Regions from separate parts of the Sus scrofa genome. Here regions 1 and 3 are each linked to region 2. The links are chromatin contacts, called in public HiChIP or PLAC-seq maps. All regions are on one chromosome and are shown on one strand. Each heading gives the region's core, a stretch centred on a gene start, on an enhancer-like site or on the middle of the called end of the contact. The rest is flanking DNA. Distances are from core to core; before and after follow the strand shown. Region 1 holds the start of PXK (PX domain-containing protein kinase-like protein). Region 2 holds the start of KCTD6 (BTB/POZ domain-containing protein KCTD6). Region 3 holds the start of RPP14 (ribonuclease P protein subunit p14).

The links. HiChIP or PLAC-seq counts read pairs in DNA pulled down with a chosen protein or histone mark.
Region 1: an H3K27ac HiChIP or PLAC-seq map of alveolar macrophages shows a contact between it and region 2. The contact joins the promoter of PXK here to the promoter of KCTD6 in region 2. A contact is called at or near these places in 1 of 5 promoter capture datasets (fetal liver), 1 of 47 Hi-C or Micro-C datasets (skeletal muscle) and 1 of 2 datasets of contacts at active chromatin or transcription factors (alveolar macrophages).
Region 3: an H3K27ac HiChIP or PLAC-seq map of alveolar macrophages shows a contact between it and region 2. The contact joins the promoter of RPP14 here to the promoter of KCTD6 in region 2. A contact is called at or near these places in 1 of 5 promoter capture datasets (liver), 4 of 47 Hi-C or Micro-C datasets (heart right ventricle, liver and skeletal muscle) and 1 of 2 datasets of contacts at active chromatin or transcription factors (alveolar macrophages).

What each region holds. Positions count from the first base shown.
Region 1 is chr13:40,077,615-40,081,319 of Sscrofa11.1, forward strand. PXK (PX domain-containing protein kinase-like protein) reads left to right here and starts at 1,624. Exons shown (of 18, transcript XM_005669678.3): 1 at 1,624-2,216. The coding sequence starts at 2,115. RPP14 (ribonuclease P protein subunit p14) reads left to right here. Exons shown (of 6, transcript XM_021069098.1): 6 at 1-565. It overlaps LOC100515579 (hydroxyacyl-thioester dehydratase type 2, mitochondrial), which reads left to right. Exons shown (of 5, transcript XM_021069097.1): 5 at 1-565.
Region 2 is chr13:40,208,396-40,211,840 of Sscrofa11.1, forward strand. KCTD6 (BTB/POZ domain-containing protein KCTD6) reads left to right here and starts at 2,102. Exons shown (of 3, transcript XM_005669685.3): 1 at 2,102-2,336.
Region 3 is chr13:40,060,924-40,064,555 of Sscrofa11.1, forward strand. RPP14 (ribonuclease P protein subunit p14) reads left to right here and starts at 1,255. Exons shown (of 6, transcript XM_021069098.1): 1 at 1,255-1,523. LOC100515579 (hydroxyacyl-thioester dehydratase type 2, mitochondrial) reads left to right here and starts at 1,226. Exons shown (of 5, transcript XM_021069097.1): 1 at 1,226-1,523.

The sequences.
Region 1 (3,705 bases), core at 374-2,873, 130 kb before region 2:
TTCCTATAAATATATTTTTAAAACTTGGGATTATAAAATGCATGTGTTGCTTTTTTCTATTTACTATTCTATCAACATTTCCCAACATTATCCTTTGATAATCTTATTTTTTACCCCCTTCCTGATAATGCGATTTTTTTTTATCATTGCAAAATATTCTATTTATGACTGTACCATGATTTGTCCAGTCCCCTGTTGTTAGGTATTTATGCTTGAGTGCTATGTATTTGCACCGATTTTTGATTATTTCCTTAGGATACTCTTCTAGAGGTGAGACTACTGCGTGAGAACATTTTCAAAATCCTTGATACGTGTTGTCAAATCTCAGGTCCTAGCACTGGGCCTATTTCATGGTTAAGTACGCAGTGAATAATTGTTGAACACATAAATGCCTTTTGGAAAGGTTGGACCAAGTTATGCTCCTACCAGCAGAATGCAGGAAGAGTCTTGTCTTGGTTAGCCCACATAATAGGAGTAATGATTAAAGTAGAATTTTGGTTTCTGTGATTCTGATAATGAGGTAACTCATTTGCCTTAAATGGTAATAAAAAGTTGATTTCTCCCTAAGTGTTATGTAGTTTTAATAGACTGCTGCTTTTAAACACACTGGGACAAACACAGAATGCACGAAGAGGTCTAATTACTTTAGGACTTAATCATGAAGTTCCATGTTTCCCTTTTCATATCTCTCTTCTGAGCCTTTGCTCCTAAGTCAATCTGTCATGGCTTCTTGGCCACTTGGAGTTGCCCAACAATCCCATTAAGCCTGAGATCTGGTGAGGGTACCCATTAGATACTGTTTAAGCCTTTGCCAAATTGTGGTGGTGGTGGTAGGGTTACCAAGAAGAGCCTCAGCTGCTGGCCTATGCCACAGCCATAGCATTGTGGCATCTGATCCGTGCCTGCAATCTACACCACAGGTCACAGCAACACCAGTCCCTGACCCACTGAGCGAGGGCAGGGACTGAACCCGAATCCTCATGGATACTATACTAGTTGGATATGTTTCTGCCCCACCACAGTGGGAACTCCCAAGAAATTCTGTTCTCTTGTCTGAAATGTAAAAATTTAGGGAAGATAAATTTGAGTAAGAAACTTCTATTCTTTGAACTATAGGGGAAGAAAGAAACTAATATTGTTTTGAGGTTTTATTATGTGCTGAACACCTTCCCATCCTACTTTCTTCATACCAGCTTTTCCATGTAAGTATTATCTATTTTGCAGGTGGGGAGCTGGGGCTCAGAGATTGGGTAACTTATTCAAGATCACACAGCTGGTAAATCCTGGAGCCCTAGATCTTATTCCAAGTCTAACTCCATTATCCTGGCCTAAGAGCACAATGGGTGGGCCAGGATTGTGGCCGTGGGTTCAGGCTGACTGGGGGCAAATTTGGGGCTGAGAAATTGATTGCAGAATTCTCTGGCTCTGGGTTAGGTTCTGGAAGGCAGTACGGTGGGACTGACCATCCCGAGTCAGAGGTTGAGGGTTCTCAAGTTCGAAGGCCTTATGGGCTGAGCTAAGCTGGGACTAAGGATAGAGGCTGGAAGTTCCTTGGACCAATGCCCAGTTTTTAGCGTCTCCAGTTCAAAGAGCTTTGGGTCTGAGGGTGGAGTCTTAGGGCTCCAACTCTGGGGCCCAATTCTGAGGGCTTAGTGAGAAAAGCCCTCACAATCCCCATCATTGAGAGGTTTGGGGATCTTGGGGCCTAAGGCTTCCTGGATAGCAGGGCCCCAAATGAAGTGCCTTCAGATCAGAGGACCTCTGGAGGTGATGGCTTAGGGTGAATTGTCCTGAGGTCTGAGGCCCGGTGCTAAGGGCACCAGGTCTGTGGTGTGGCTGCGTGGAGTTTGGAGGCTCGAGTCAGGGCAGTGGCAAATGAGACGGCTTGGCGCTAGGACCTCGCAGGAGGCGGCGGCGTGAAGGGCGGCCAGTGTTGACAGCCACGGCAGAGCGAGAAGGTCGGCGCTAGGACCCCGCGGGCCGGGCAGGCGGCGGCGGCGCGTGGGGCGGCGCGTGTTGACAGCGGCGGCGGCGGCGGAACCCAGCGGCGGCGGGAGTCGGCGCCTCTGGTTCCTGCCCCTGGTCCCAAGGCGGTGGCGGACGGGCGTCCCGGGATGGCCTTCATGGAGAAGCCGCCGGCCGGCAAGGTGCTGCTGGACGACACGGTGCCGCTGACAGCAGCCATTGAGGCGAGCCAGAGCCTGCAGTCCCACACGGTGCGCGGCCCGCCGGGAGGGCGGGCGGACGGGCGGCTTGGGGCGGTCCCGGGCCGCAGGAGGGCTGCGGGCGGCCGGCAGCGGGCTGGGCAGGGTCGTCAAGGAGGGCATCAGGGCAGGGGTCGGCGACCCAGGCCGAGAGGGCTCTGGCGTGGTGTTGTTTCAGGGTCAGGGTTCCCGGGGCCCAGGCGACCGCTTAAGTCCGTAGGGGTCGAGGGTGGGAACCACAGCACCCCCTCCCCGGGTGGGGGGGGGGTGGAGGCAAGGAGTGAGACGGCCTCGGGGGGGTGCCCTAGAAAGGAAGTCAGAGTTGGGAGAGGTGTTGGATTCCCAGGTCCATCTGCGGCCGCGGAGTAAAGAAAACCATTCAGGACCCTCTCATCCATGTCTGCCCTCTGCCAGCCATCTCCTCACCGGGGCCGCTGAGTTTCCCTCCTTTCAGCTGGGCGTCTGAGTGGTGGGGATGAGAGTGTGCCGGCCCAAATGGAAGTATGACTTCAGAGCATACTTGTTGGGATAGAGGAGTGGCTGAGGTCTGAAGCCACATTTGCATGTCGGCTCCTTGGCCGGGGCGCAGGGAGATGATGTGGGAGGCAGTTTGGGGTCCTGCTGAGGCAGGTGTTTGGATGTGTTCCTTCCCTCCTGTAAATTGCTCTTTAGTAGGCAGTGGTAGTATTCATTTGAGTTTAAAATCGCTGGAGAAGCATAAAGGAGTTAATAGGCCCTCATAGTAAACACAGAGTTCATTTCTGTTACATATAGTGTTTTTTATGGGTCTTTAAAACCATGGTTGTTTTCATTTGCCTCTCCCTTTTTTTTTTTTTTTTGAAAATTACACTATGCTTTATAATTTACAAGCAATAAACCAAGAAACCAGCAAAAAACAAACAAAGGAAAACACAACAACAACCAAAAAACCCAGAAGCTGCCAGCCAGTGGGACTTTGGGAAATAATGAATGGGGAGAGAGAGATTCCTTAAATTGTAATGTTTTGTTAGGTCACCAAATCAGATTCCGGCTCAGAGGCTTGTTTGTTTACCATTGCAGTGTGTTTGGGGTTCATCATCTGGAGGCTAAAGCCCCACAATAGCCTTCTGTTTCTCTTTTTGCTCAAGCTGTTCTGATGACTTCAAAGAGACCTTTTATTCTGTTGTGTTTAAGTGGGACTTTTTTGAACCTCAGTTTCCTCTTCTGACAGCCACGCTTTGTAGGACTTGGGTTGTTCAGTGTTCATTTCCAGTTAGGAAAATGATCTTTTTCTTAAATGTGCATTTTCTTTCATTGTGCATATCTTTAATGCTGTTCCTCAGACTTGGAGAGGGCACTGCATAGAACAGAATTTGTTAAACGCTCTAATTTATGCCTAAGGGAGTAGGGGTTAAGGGTTGAAATTTAGGGTAGGGGGTCAAGAATAAATTCTGCTATTTAGTTAGATTTTTACTTGACTGTTGGCCAGTAAATCTTACAACCTTTCAGGGAGTAGGGTTGA
Region 2 (3,445 bases), core at 852-3,351:
GACAGAATTGCCCACCATCATTTTTATTCAACATTGCATTGGAGATTTTAGTGCAGTAAAATAAGGAAAAAGAAAAAAAGACCTAATAGGAAGATACAAAACATTATTACTTGCAGACTATAATTACTTACATAGAAAATTCAAGAGAGCCTGTAAAGTTATTAGAACTAAAAAAGAACTAAATTAGAACTAAAAAATGTTTGAATATAAGCTATTTCAATGTTATAAAATATAAATATGTAACTGAAATTTATAGTGGCAGTAAAAACTTTGAAATATGTAGGAATCCTTCCTTTTTTTTTTTTTTTTGTCTTTTCTAGGGCCGCACCTGCAGCATATGGAGGTTCCCAGGCTAGGGGTTGAATCAGAGCTGTAGCTGCGAGCCTACACCACAGCCACAGCAACGCAGGATCTGAGCCATGTCTGCGACCTACACCACAGCTCATGGCAACGCCAGATCCTTAACCCGCTGAGCAAGGCCAGGGATCCAACCCATAACCTCATGGATCCTAGTTGGATTCGTTAACCACTGAGCCATGAAGGGAACTCCAGGAATCCTTCTGAGAAAACCACTGATAAAGTTAATTCCTCTCAGTTTTTAGTTGAGGAAATAGAAGCCCCAAGAAGGGAAATGATTCTTCCAAAGACACCAGTAAGCCAGGGGCAGTTTTGGATTTTCATTGGCACCAAATCCTGGAGATCTGAGTGTTGGGTAATTTCAGCATTATCTTTCCTTTGTAAAAGATAAAACTCATTTATTTTTCTGATTATAAATTCCATATCCATGCATTCTAGAAAACACAAAAAATTCAGAAGAACATTTAGAAGTAATAAATGACTAATATTCCCATCCTACTGCCTAGAACTATGGTTAATGATTCGGTGTAGCTTTCAAAATTTTTCTCTACATATATTTACATTTTAAAAAATAAAATTAGGATTATGCCATGTATACCATGTTGTATACTGCTTATTTCACACACATTTACCTGTATCCTCACGTAGTCTTTTTCAGTATGATAATGTAGCACTCAATTATGTTGATGAAGCATATGTCATTTATTTAGTCTATTGATTTGAGTTTTCAGAGAAAACCTAAATATAAGATATGACTGTGATGATGATGCAGATAAAATTAAACCCCAGAGACAGCTGATGCATAGGCAGACATAAAGTACAGGTGAGTTTCCAAGGCAAGTAGTTATCCTGGTGAAGGGGAAATGGAAAAAACCAACATTGCATACCTGGTCTCACCTGGAAAGGGATGGAGATCTGGTTAGCAGGAACCGAATGGAATTTGGAGGCTATGCTTGGAGATCACTTAGCTCTGAAACTTTAGGTAATGGCCCCCTCTCTGCAGCCTTGGCTTCCTTCATGGTGAAATGAGGGCTGTTCCAGCGCCAGGGTCATCTAAGGACAGCTCTTTCAGCCCTCGGAGCCCTGGCATTGGTCGTTTTCTCTGCTGAAGTCACCTCTGCCCTTCTACCCCCCTGGCCTCCCACGTTGACCCTTCAGGCTTGGCTGCCTTTCCCTATTGTGCCCACCAGGCTGGATAAGTGACTTTACTACCAATCCCACAGAACGCAAGGCCCAGAGGTGCTCTGGTCACAGTCCGGGTCTTCCTTAGCCACCGCACCTGAAGCAGAGGCCCCCTCCGCTTATATCTCCATCTAATTCTTCTGATCATGTACCTCCCAATACATAATGATCATAGCTTGTCATTGTTTTATCTACTGGCTGTTTCCTTGGGTCTTTTCTCTTTAGGACGTCCCTGCCTCTTGGTGGCCGCTCTCCCCACAGGCCTGGCACATGGGCAGGGCCCCATACGTGTTGGTTAAATGACAGAAGAAACAGCTGTGGGTATCCTAGGCCTGAGAACACTGGGAAGACTGCCCTGGGCTGGGCTGATTCCAAACTGCCGGCGGAGGCGGGACCTAGGGCGGATTCTGGGCGGGACGCGGAGAGTCTCGGGCGGAGCCTCTGGGGCGTCAGGGCGGGGCTTTGGGGCTGCGGCGGAGCAGGCCTAACCAAGCAGCCCAGGCTACGCCTGGTTGAGTTCCACTGGCCGCTCGGCCCTCCGGCCACCCGCCCGCGCCGCCGTCAGGGGGCGCTCTCGCTCGCGGCGCCGCGTTTCTACTGGGGAGGCGCCGTCCGCTCCGGGCGGCTGGAGCCGCAACTCCGGGCGCGGGCTCAGTCGTCCCGTCTGCCGCCGCCGCCGCCACCGCCGCCTCCGGGAGCGGGCTCGCTCGTCCTCGCGGTCTCACTCTCCGGCCGCCGGCGTCTCCCGGCCCGGCAGCTGCCGCCGCCGCCGCCGCCGCCGCCGCCGCCGCCGCGCAGTGAGTAGGGGCGGGCCCACGGCTTGGGGGCCCGGGGCTCGGGAGGGCTGGGCACTAGAAGCCCGTGCGAAGCGGCCGGGGGAGGGAGGTTGAAGGGAAGCCGGGCGGTGGCGGGGCCCTGCTGAGGGGACCGCTGGGAGCCCGGGCGGCGCGCTCCGGGGCTGGCACGAGCCCGCGGCGGGCTGTCCGCGGCCGAGGGGCCGGCCTTGTGCGGAGGTTCCGGAGCCCGCCGGGCGGGAACTTGCGGGTTCGGCGGACCCGGGTTCGGGGCTCCGGTGCGCGCCCTCTGCCCGGGCCCTGAGCGTCTCCTATCCCTCGCCAGGGCCGGGTCGGGACTGGGGGCTCCGCCTGCGGGCAAAGTGCAATCTGGCCCGCTCGGGGGCACCTCGAGGTTTGCTCGAAAATGGTTGTTTTGGGGGTGGTGCTTATTCGCCCCTATTTGTCTTAATTTAAAGACATTTGGGGATTTTCTGCCCCAAAGAGACACTCTGACCGCAGCTGAGTTCTTTAGGCTGAGATTTGTATGTGTCAGGGCATTTTTAATGCTGCTTGTCAGAGGTGATAAATGGCCGCGTTAATGGGGAGCCCCTGAAGCACCTGCCAGGCTGTCGGAGGCTGTGTCGGGGCGGGGGGTGGTGACGCGCAAATGAAACAGAGATCTTGTTTGGATGTTCTGCTGAAGTTATGTTGCTGTTCACATATAGCTGTTCTATAACAAGTTGATAAATCCAATTTTAGGGGTTTGTAATAGAAGAGATTTGAGGGGCCAAGAGACCCGAAGTGACCTAGTTTGGCTAAGAATATTTGGGGAAGCCTAGTTGCCCCTTCCTGTTTCCTCTTCTCTTGGCATGTTGATTTTCTTGCTGTCACAAATGCCCAAGTACATGAATGATCCCAAGATAGGAAAGATTCTAGGGGACAGCCTTTAGCACAGGACTGAGCCCAGGATTGAGATGTTTTCAAATGAACAGATGTGTAGCTAGGAAAAGAAAAATCTTTTTGCCTTCATGGCTGTCATGTTGGGAGAACTTGCTCTTTGGTTGGGAACTGTCAGGCCATACTAATGCTTCATCTTGTGTAATGCCACAGATAATTAGGAATTGAGTGGT
Region 3 (3,632 bases), core at 5-2,504, 150 kb before region 2:
TTTTTTTTTTTTTTTTGTCTTTTTGTCTTTTGTTGTTGTTGTTGTTGCTATTTCTTGGGCCGCTCCTGCGGCATATGGAGGTTCCCAGGCTAGGGGTTGAATCGGAGCTGTAGCCACCGGCCTACGCCAGAGCCACAGCAAGGCGGGATCCGAGCCGTGTCTGCAACCTACACCACAGCTCACGGCAACGCCGGATCCTTAACCCACTGAGCAAGGGCAGGGACCGAACCCGCAACCTCATCGTTCCTAGTAGGATTCGTTAACCACTGCGCCACGACGGGAACTCCTGAGTCTGCATTTTCTACCTCCTCTCTCCAACCTTGGCAGATGGGGGTGGGAGGTGACATCTTAAGGAAGTCTATTCTTCCATGTGAAAGGAGAGGCATGCAGAAGGGTATGGTCCAAGACTCCCTCTTGGGAGCCTAAATTTTACTTACTATCAGTATTATAAAAATGATGCCCTATCACTTTAAAAGAAATCAAACAAAAACGAATGCTGAAACAATGTGAGGATCTCTTACACCCTCCACACAGCCCAATCCTTCCTCCATCAGTCCCCTTGGGACCCATCTAGACATTATACTTATGTGTCTATGTATGTATGTGCATACCTAGACACAGACACATGTCTAACTGGAGGAGGCTGTTACCACCGAACCTAAGTTCGACTGCTTGCCGCTTGAAAGGCTAATAGTGCCTGGCATACGTAAGCATTTGATTAATATTAGCTATTAATACTACTATTATTATTAATCCACACTGTATGGGGTTTTGTTTATTTCATGAATACAAGTGCCCTATCTTTTGTTTCCAACATCTAGCACATAATACGGGCTCAGTAAGTACTTATTTAATAAACGAATAAATGAAACTATTGTCTTAGATTTGGAAATAGGGCTATCTGGGACTTTTCATGTCAATCCAGACAGAAAAACTATGTGCTATGAGCCAAAAGAGACACTGAGAACGGGTCTTGCCCTTGGGGAATACTTTACATAGGAGATGCTCAGCAGAAGAAATGCTAGATACAATTTTTCTGAACGAATGAATACCTGAGTAAATGAATGACTAAGAAAAAAGCTCTCAGTCTGAATACGCCCTCAGTCACACACGGCTTGCCGCACCAGAGGCTGAGTGGGCACGAGAGGGCGCTAAGCCTGGCGAGCTTCAGATCCCGAGTCACGCCCGGGTCCTTCGGGAAAACGCCGCGCTGTGACGTCATATCCGCCCGAGCCGTCACGCATCCGGGGTCGGGGCAGACAGAAGCCAAACGTAAAGACCCCGGAGTTTTCTAGTTCGTGCTTAGGCTCCAGCCTTTGCCGAGAGGTTCCAAGCCTTGAGGGATTCTTGCAGTGAATAGGAGTCAGGCTAATCTCTCGGAGAGCAGGTAGACGGAAGTACGTAGTAGCGTGGCTGTTTTCCGGCAGTGGACTTAGTTGGCCGCGCTAGTGACGCGTGGATGCGCGCGCCAGGAAGGCACGCGCAAGGCGGGAGCGACGGCAGGCAGCGCGGAGACGCCTGAGGTACCTATACAGCTCAGGTCGCTCAGCGCCCCAGGCCGAAGGCGAGGCGGTGCTGAGAATCTCCTTGGGCTTTTGTACAACGTGGTCTTTTTTGCAGAGGGCGGCGGGAGGACTGAACGGGACCACATGTGCAGGGGGCATGCACTCGGCCCCAGGTGGGCGCCCAGTCGACGCCGACGGTCATCGAAAAAAGTTAGCCTGCTTTACTTATTGTTTAAAACAGTTCAGGTGTCGAGTTCCACTGTTGTGGCAGCGTGGAAACGAATCCGACTAGTAACCATTATGTTGCTGGTTCGGTCCCTGGCCTCGCTCAGTGAGTGGGTTAAGGATACTGCGTTCCTGTGGCTGTGGTGTAAGGCTGGCAGCCCTAGCTTCCATTCGATCCCTAACCTGGAACCTCCATATGCTTTAGGTGCAACTCTAAAAAGCAAAATAAAACAAAACACCAGCCTAAGTGGCTGATAGCTTAACAATTTAATCTCCAAACAGTAGAGGACCGAGCTTTTTAAAATTTTTATATCGTTTATGTCCTGTAATTACATACTGAGTGCCTACTGTATGTGATGCACTGTTTTAGCCTCCTGGGAAACAGCAGAAAACAAGGGAAAGATGCCTGTTTCTCTTTGGATTGTACATTCTGGTAAGGCCGGGGTGGGAGGGGGGAGGAGCAGGGCGGAGTGCAGACGAGAATTAAAGAATTTCAGAGTTTCCTGGTGGCTCAGCGGGTTAAGGATCTGGTGTTGTCACTGCTATGGGGTGGTTCGACCCCAGAACTAACCCCTCGCCGCCAACGCACCCCACCCCTCCAAAAAATAAGTGGATTTCATAGTTATGTTCTGTATACCTACAGAGTGGTGTATGCTCTGAGGAAAAAATAGAGCAGTGGCGTGGGGGGGTGACATTAGATAGAAATGCCACTGGAACACATTGAGGGGTGAAATTGAGTAAAGCTATGGAGGAGGCAAGGGAATGAACCATGTGGCTGTCTGGAGGAAGAGTATTTTCAGCGAATGGAAAAGCTGGGAGGGAAAGAGCTAGGAGGCCTGTGTGGTAGAAGAGACTGAGCAGAGGAGAGTGGTAGGACAGGAGGTCAGAGGGATGGGAGGAAGCAATGGTACAGATCAGGTTGGACCTTAGATGTAAAGACTTTGGCTTTACTCAAGGCTTCAAGCCTTGAGGAAAGGGGCTTATTAAGGTTTTAATAGGGTCACCCGGTTAGATTAGGGAGGGAAGCAGGGACATCTACTGCTAATAGATAAGGTAATGAGCATCCTTGCAGCCATCAAAAAGGCCGGCTTCAGAGATGATGATAATGACAGCCACTTAGAAGTGTTCACATTTTCCCAGTGAGCCTGGTGAATGAATATACTGGGCTGTAGGGAGGGCTTCCCAGGCATCATCTCCTTTAGTTTCAGGACAACCTGCAGAGGGCGGTGCTGTCACTCTGAGACCCAGGCCTGTCAGAGGTGACTGCTCAATAAACACTTGCTCCTACAGTTTTTTTTTTAATATAAAATAAACATAATGAAAAATTTACTATTTCTAAATATACACTTCATTGGCAAGAAGTATAGTCACATAGTTGTACAACTATAACCACTATCCATTTCCAGAATACTCCTTAAGTCTTCTTTGTTATTGGCATCCTAAGCCCCAGGCCCAATCTCACTCTACCTCAGGCAGCCACCTCCACTAAGGCAATCAGTAATGTTTAATAAACACCTATTGTGTGCCAGGCAATGAATGAAATGATTGAGGATACTGTCCTCCCTGCCCTTCCAGTCAGGGGAGATTGTAGTGATTGAGAAGGGAGCACCGTGAACTACTGCAGTCCTGAAACAAGAGTTCCCACTGTGGCAAAGTAGGTCAAGGATCCAGCATTGCTGTAGCTGCATCTCAGATTTGATCCCTGGCCCAGGAACTACATGTGCTGTGGGCGCGATGGAAAAAGAAAAGAGAAATGAGACACCCTTGAATGCTACCACCATTTAATCAGTCATGTATTCAATAAGTGTTTGTTGAATACTCTGTGCCAGACTCAGGAAATACTCATATTTGTTGAATAGGTGGTTGGATGTAGTGGCTTTGACCTTGACTTCTCATTTTCTC